Regions from separate parts of the Triticum aestivum genome. Here region 2 is linked to region 1. Evidence: chromatin contacts called from public Hi-C data. All regions are on one chromosome and are shown on one strand. Each heading gives the region's core, a stretch centred on a gene start, on an enhancer-like site or on the middle of the called end of the contact. The rest is flanking DNA. Distances are from core to core; before and after follow the strand shown. Region 1 has its middle 18 kb from the start of LOC123147090. Region 2 has its middle 7.6 kb from the start of LOC123148554.

Region 1 (3,593 bases), core at 608-3,107:
CATGTCCACACCATAGCTCATATGCATATGAGGTGAGCGGTGAAATCCCAAAAAAGTAAAACAAATTAATTTTTTTGAATCTTTTTATACCAAATATGGTCGTGTGCTCTATCCACATGCACATTTCTGAGAAGAAATGACATCTGTGGTGATCTGGACAAAACAACCAGTTCCCCAAAATGATTTTAAAATGACATTTTCAAAACATCTTTCTTTCCGGAGCATCACAAATGAATTTCTTCACGAAAATTTGTATGTGTAAAAACACTAGATCGAATTTATTACTCTCTCCTATCCATATTAATACTACAAAGTTGTATTAAGTGTGCGTCTATTTTTTTCACCAATACGCCAAGCTGGCGTATCATTGCATTGATAGGTAGACAAATACAAGGGTTGAGGACTCCTAGCTCGTACACAACTAATCTTGCCAGGGGTCCTCATGAGCAGAAAAGGTGTGTGTATATTAATATGGATCGGAGGGAGTACCATTTTTATTAGCTCGGGAGCCAAAATCCATGTCCTACTCCATCAACAATTTTCTGATAAAAGGTCTCCCTGCAGTGATTTTAACTAAAGCAGTAAAATATGGTTAAAGAATAACAAAGCATCGAAGGCAACTTATTTTGGAAGAAGGAATAAATATACACAAAGGAGTGCAGTGATTCGGTGCCCAGGCTCATCTGCACCCGACCAGAAAAAAATTCGAAACAAATACGAGAAAAATTCAAACACATCCATTTTTTTACCCATGGTAGACAATTTATTGCGTGAGGTTCGCTCCATATATTAGCTCATTTGGACATCGGAGTAACTCTAAGTAAAAAAGACAAATCAGGTCAAAACAGTACGTGAACAACAAACTGTTTTATAGACCCCCGAATTTGTCATTTTTGCCGATAGTTTCTCATTTGTCCAAATCATTTGAAAATTGGGTCGGACCTCATGCACCAAATTGTCTACCATGTATAAAAACACTAGATCGAATTTATTACTCCCTCCTATCCATATTAATACTATAAAGTTGTATTAAGTGTGCGTCTATTAATATGGATCAGAGGGAGTACCATTTTTATTAGCTCGGGAGCCAAAATCAATGTCCTGGTCTATCAACAATTTTCTGATAAAAGGTCTCCGTGCAGTGATTTTAACTAAAGCAGTAAAATGTGGTTAAAGAATAACAAAGCATTGAAGGCGGCTTATTTTGGAAGAAAAAAAATGATTTTTTTAATTTTTTTTTACTATTTGTCTTAAATTTTTGATTCAACACGGGTGTAGATGAACCCGAGCTCAGAAAAGGATTCTCGTACACAAAGCTTTTATACTACTACTAAAAATGCTTCCGACAAAAGAAAACAAAACTGTGTACAACATGATGTGTGGGCTGGGCCGGCCACTCCAACGGCTAGATAGGGAGAGGTGTCCAGATGATGCGAACGGAGGACAGAAACTTTCGACACCATCCACCTATACTAGCAGCTGGATACCATACCACGCTCTCTCAACCACAGCTTCCCTCTCCCTGCAGCGACAGCAAAGAAGCGTACAGGTCCAGGCTTTAAAAAGACCCCCTCCTTTCGCAGCAACTCACTCCCCGACATATCGCGCCTCCCTCTCCACGACACGCTTCCCAGTCTCCCCGCCCTCTGGCCTTGCCGACACGAAACGATCCACAATCCACACGAGATAAATCGCGAGAGACTGCGGCGCTAAGCACGAGACGGGCCGGGCGAGTGGTGGTTGGTCCCCACGCAAAGGACGTCGTCGTCCTCGGCCCACGTTCCTCGGCCCCACCCAGGGCGTGCGGACGGTTCTGCCCCTGCGCTCCTTGCAGTTCGTTGGCCCAGGGGCAGTCCCGTCACTCCGCCGGAGTGTACGTCCGGCCCTGTCACGTCGTGCTCTCTCTCCTCCTGCTGCCTCTGCTCTGCGCAAGAGAGAGAGTGTGTGACAGCGACCGATGGAGAGAGATGGGTGGGAAGAAAAAGAGGAGAGGGAAAGGGATGGGGATGGGGTGCAACGTCACAAGTGATTCGGTTCACTGCTCCCGCGGCAGGTCCGTGCCCCCGTACGCGGCATGTTGCTAAGCTATGGGTACACCAGGTTCGACCTCTACACGTTGGACCTCCCGCGGTGGAAATGTCATGCCTATTTCGATGCAATTATGAAAGGTGTTTAGATAAGGTGCTAACATAAAAAGCCTTAGTTTCTTAAGAGCAATTATTAATAATATAGTCAGCACTTTGGAAAAAATAGCCGACCGCTGGCTGTATAATTAGTGAAATATTTTTCACTTTCTTTCTTTTTGCTAAACTCATCTTACCTACTCCCTCCTTCCATCTATATAGGGCCTAATACGTTTTTCAAGGCTAGCTTTGACCAAATATTAGAGCAATAATATATGACATGCAACTTACACAAAGTACATTGTCAAATTCGTATGTGAAAGGAGTTTTCAATGATATAATTTTCACATTATGCATGTCATGTATTATTAATCTTGTCAATAGTCAAAGGATGTCTTAAAAACGCATTAGGCCCTATATAGATGGAAGGAGGGAGTAGGAGTATGTGTAGAGATTGACTATTGCATAAGAGCTCACTTCCCTTTTTTGACTGCCTCTCTTTTTCGAATAGGCAAAACTGCCATGTAAACTGGCTTATAACCCATTATTGTAATTGTTGTAATCTTCTTTTGTTTAATTGTTTAACAGACAAACTTTTCATGCATAATTATTTTGTCTAGGTTCGCATGTTTGACATCATTTCTTTTTGGATAATCATAGTGCTCTCTCTCCTGTTTAATTGTTTTGCCATGTCGTTTTTAGCCTATATGGTATTTTTACCATATGTACACACTAGAATAGCTAGAAAGAGCCTAAGAGTGCCATACATTGTCATCTAAGTAGAAATGTGATGTAGCATTGTAATTAATAATATGAGAGAGCGTTATAACACATATTAGGGAAACTTTCCATGCATAATTGTCTAAACTTTCCTTTGTTTAATTGTTTAGCCATCAAACTTTTCACGCATAATTCTTTTGTCCAGATTCGCATGTTTGGCATCATTTCTTTCTGGGTCATTATAGTGCCCTCTCTCTCATGTTTAATTGTTTTGTCATGTTTTTTTTGCCTATACGGTATTCTTACCACATGTACACCCTGGAACAACTAGAAAGAGCCTAAGAGTACCACGCATTGTCATTTAAGTAGAAATGTGACGTAACACTGTAATTAATTATATGAGAGAGTGTTCTAGCATATTTTAGGGCATCTCCAAGTTTGTTGGTTAGCTTGTTGGTAAAATTAGCAATGTCATCCACCACCGACTCATTTTACACTACTCCAATATATATGTAGTGTGGCCAATGGGCGGTGAGAGCATTTATAAGGTTTCTCTCTCATTTTACTTTGGACCTTGTGATGGAGAACGTTGCATGAGAAAAATTCTACTAAACACCCAAGATTTATTCTATGAAGATGCTAGCAGCCAGAGGGAATGTGTCTACGTACACTTGTAGACCGAGCGCGTTCACGATCTAATAATCATGGTTGGTGTAGTCATACTAACGTCATGATGCAATCTGATCCAAG
Region 2 (3,593 bases), core at 586-3,085, 400 kb after region 1:
GAAGGCAGCGAGCGGGGATGGAGACGGGCCGGCGAAGCCTTGCCCGAAACCCTAGCCATGGGGGTGGGGTTGCGAATGGACGATAGAAGCCGGGAGCGAAGAATTTGGCCAGAGGGGAGGGAGGCGCGGAGCGTGGGGAGCTCGGGTACGTGCTGCATGACGCCGGAGCTCGTCGGAAGCGGCCGGCGTGGGCGGTGGCGGCGGCGAGGACTTCCTGGGCGAGAGGGAGGCGAGCGCGAGACCGTGCGTGTGTGGTTGTGTTTTTTTTCTTTACAAATCTGCTCGGACCGCATGTTGAATACTCCAAACGCCAGGGCGTTTGTGCAAAAACGAAACGTTTTCTCAGATATCCACTTAAGGTAGGACCGCGGGTTGAATTCTCATAAATAGAGAGACTTTTCTGCAAAATCACTGACGACGTACGACCAGAAGCAATAGCTAGTTTATTAGTAGATAAAGATATGTCACCTCAAAAATTAAAGTAGCGCTTGAAGAGCACCTCCGCAGGAGGAAGGAATAAATTTTGCTAGTATCATTTTCCACCAAGAAAGAAAGGATTAAGGAATTCAAAAGAAGGAGTATATGGCTTGCGCATGGCCCGATGGAGAAGGGAGGAATTTAAAGAAGGAAGGAATTGAAAGAGAATTCAAAAGAAGGAAAGGGATTATATAAGGCTTGCTGCATGGCCCGCGATGAAGGGGGAATTAAAAAGAAGGAAGGAAAGGAATGGGGCAATTCAAAAGAAGGAAAGGGATTATCTAAGGCTTGCGTGGCCCGCTGAAGATAGAGGGATAGCAATCACTCCTGTGTGCGGTGCAGTCTTCGAGCAAATCCAAATAGAGCAAGAGGGAAGGAAAAAAAGACACTCATGAGGAATACTATATTAGAAATATCTTCTTTACCCTTTCTGCATATGGATGTGTAAGATTTTTAAATCCAAATACGGACCAAGTATTCATGATTTTGAGTTGGGGAAAGAGGAAAAGATTCTTGAATCAACTGCACTCCGGATTGAGTCGTACATATAATTTTATATGTTTCACCATTTGATCGCTCTTTCCTTAAATACCGAGCAAGTCATGTGAGTTGTCAAAAGAAAACAAGGTGTCACCGATTCCCAGATAATCATGATGCTATTTAAGATTTATAGTTATACATCTTCATGTGTTGCGAGCTTAGTCCATTGGGGGTTTTTGATGTCGAGTTAAAATAGAGGATGTGGTGGCTGGGATGGGTGGTCATCAATGCTAATCGATTTATGGATTAAAAAAGACTCATGATAAATACTATATTTGAAATATCTTCTTTATTCTTTCTACGTATGGATGTGTAAGATTCTTAAATTTATCGGAATACAGACCAAGTATTCATGGTTTTGAATTGGGGAAAGAGGAAAAGATTTTTGAATTAACTGCACTTCGGATTGAGTCGTACATATAATTTTATGTTTCACCATTTGATCGCTCTCCCCATACGGAGCAAGTCATGTGAGTTGTCAAAATAAAACAAGTGTCACCAGTTCCCAAGGTAATCATGATGTTATTTAAGATTTATAATCATACATCTTCATGTTTTGCGAGTTTAGTCCTGGGTTTTTAATTAAAATAGAGGATGTGGAGGCTGCGAGGGGTGGTCATCAATGCTAATCGGTTTGCGGATTTGGAAAAAAATTCTCCCATTACAGCGCACAAGTATTTGTGGTAGTATGAAAATAATGATGTTAGCATCTCGAGCGAACCTACGCAAGAGGGGGGAAACACGTCGGAAGCCCACGGCTCGAATGGTTGCCTGGAGTTTGAGGGGAGCAAACATGTGTGGTGGTGGGGACACGTGGAGCTGTGTCGGCCTTTCAAACCAGGTGGGAAATTGCTCCACGCTTGTCCGGTCTTTATTGCTGCATGTTTAGTTATGTGTGTCATTTTCCTCCTTAAAGGCCGAGGGGCAAACTTGGCATCAATAGCAATGGAAAGAAAGTAGGTGGACAGAGAAAGGTCTCGAGGCTGCCTCAGCTAGTACTTCCTCTGTTCGAGTTTATTAGACCCCCGACTAAATCACAGGTACCAAGGCAAGATGATTAATTTCCTGGAAATGCAGCCGTTTAATTTCTTGATGCTTCGGAAGCCGGCGCCAGTACACGCGCACAGCGCTGCTGCTACTTTATCCCGGCCTCGTATGCCGCATGGTCCATGCATGCGCCAATAGAAGGAGGACTAGAAGTGCATGCATTGGCTGGCTAGCCATGGCGTTGTGCCAGGAGGAGTACTAGTCGCTCAATGTATAGGAGCTTGTGCATGAAAGCCGATGGAAATTTACTACGCTTCTGAAAATGAAGCATATATCGATGAAGGGGCTTAACAAAAGGGGACGCGCACCTCTGCCCAGAGGCCCAATAAATCCGGACGAAGGGAGTACTGTTTTAAAGTAGCCTCGTGAGCTAGGAGCATCATGCGATGAGACGACCCCTCTTCATCCTCTAGCGCGAATACATGTGGCTACATACATAGCGCGAATACTCCTTTCGTTTCTTTTCACTTTGTATATAAATTTATCATAAATCAAATTTAACCAAAATTTTAGGAAAAAATATGAACAGATCAAAATAAGTGTACCATACACTGACTTTTTCGGAGCACACGATACAAACTAAAATATGTGACTACATGTTTTAGCTATATACACTCGATTTTTTCAGCTAACATCGTGCGTGCACTGCTAAGGAAATGATTTGAACGATGTGACCTGTGGTCTTAATATCTGAACATGGTCGCTTTTTTTAGAAAAGAGAAGCTGACCCGGCTTTAGCAAACTGTAAGCGTTCACAACAAGGATTCAACACAAATAAGAAGGAAAGACATAAGCGAAGTTCGATACAGATACAACCGGGTCATGAGCTCAAAAGCTGAAACATAGAAAAAACAATGGCAGATCAAACGTCACTTCAACCTCCATGATTATTGCCCTCATCCCTAAGGTTGGCCACAGTAGAAGTAACATCACTAGTAACATCACACTTTTTAAGATAATTTTGCTTATGTAGCACATATTTAATGATGAGAGAGGTGATGGTGGTAACTTAGGCTAGTCATAGTGGGAGTAACTTAGGTAATAGCATAGCGCACTTCAAGAGAATTTTGCTTACGTGGCATGTAGTTAATGAGGAGAGAGGTGTTTAGAGTAACATAATATGTTACTGTAATATAGCGTTTCCCGAGAAAAGATGAGTCTACAAGCTAATAAATGAAGCCATCTATGACACTGCTACTATATTACTTTGCACTATGGAGGTTGTAGCTTAGACTAGTGTCATGTGCATGACACTAGTATAAGTTACTCCCCACTATGAGCAGCCTTAGCTAGTTACTGTAACATCACACATACCAAGACACTATGAGTCTATAGACTAATAAATGAAACATAACATGACAACACATATATGTTACTACCCACTGTGAAGGTAGTAACATAGCCTAGTAAAATGTGATGTTACTAGTCTAAGTTACTCCACATTATGACTAGTATAAGAGCCTTGGCATGATGTCGTCGCTTGCTGCAAAGCGCCTCAATTGTTGATGCCTTTGATGTCTTGCTTAATT

The links. Hi-C and Micro-C count contacts between places; a contact is called where the count stands out from the background.
Region 2: a Hi-C map of leaf shows a contact between it and region 1, with 3 times the contacts expected there. The contact joins two enhancer-like sites. A contact is called at or near these places in 2 of 5 Hi-C or Micro-C datasets (both in leaf).

The regions. Positions count from the first base shown.
Region 1 is chr7A:397,514,359-397,517,951 of IWGSC CS RefSeq v2.1, forward strand. No RefSeq gene overlaps it. Among protein-coding and RNA genes, the nearest start is that of LOC123147090, 18 kb to the left of the region's middle. Within about 2 kb of position 1,858, at least 8 of the 8 cell types and tissues checked have an H3K27ac peak or open chromatin away from gene starts, as enhancers often do. A contact at or near this core is called in leaf, where this site is marked.
Region 2 is chr7A:397,917,141-397,920,733 of IWGSC CS RefSeq v2.1, forward strand. No RefSeq gene overlaps it. Among protein-coding and RNA genes, the nearest start is that of LOC123148554, 7.6 kb to the left of the region's middle. Within about 2 kb of position 1,836, at least 3 of the 8 cell types and tissues checked have an H3K27ac peak or open chromatin away from gene starts, as enhancers often do. A contact at or near this core is called in leaf, where this site is marked.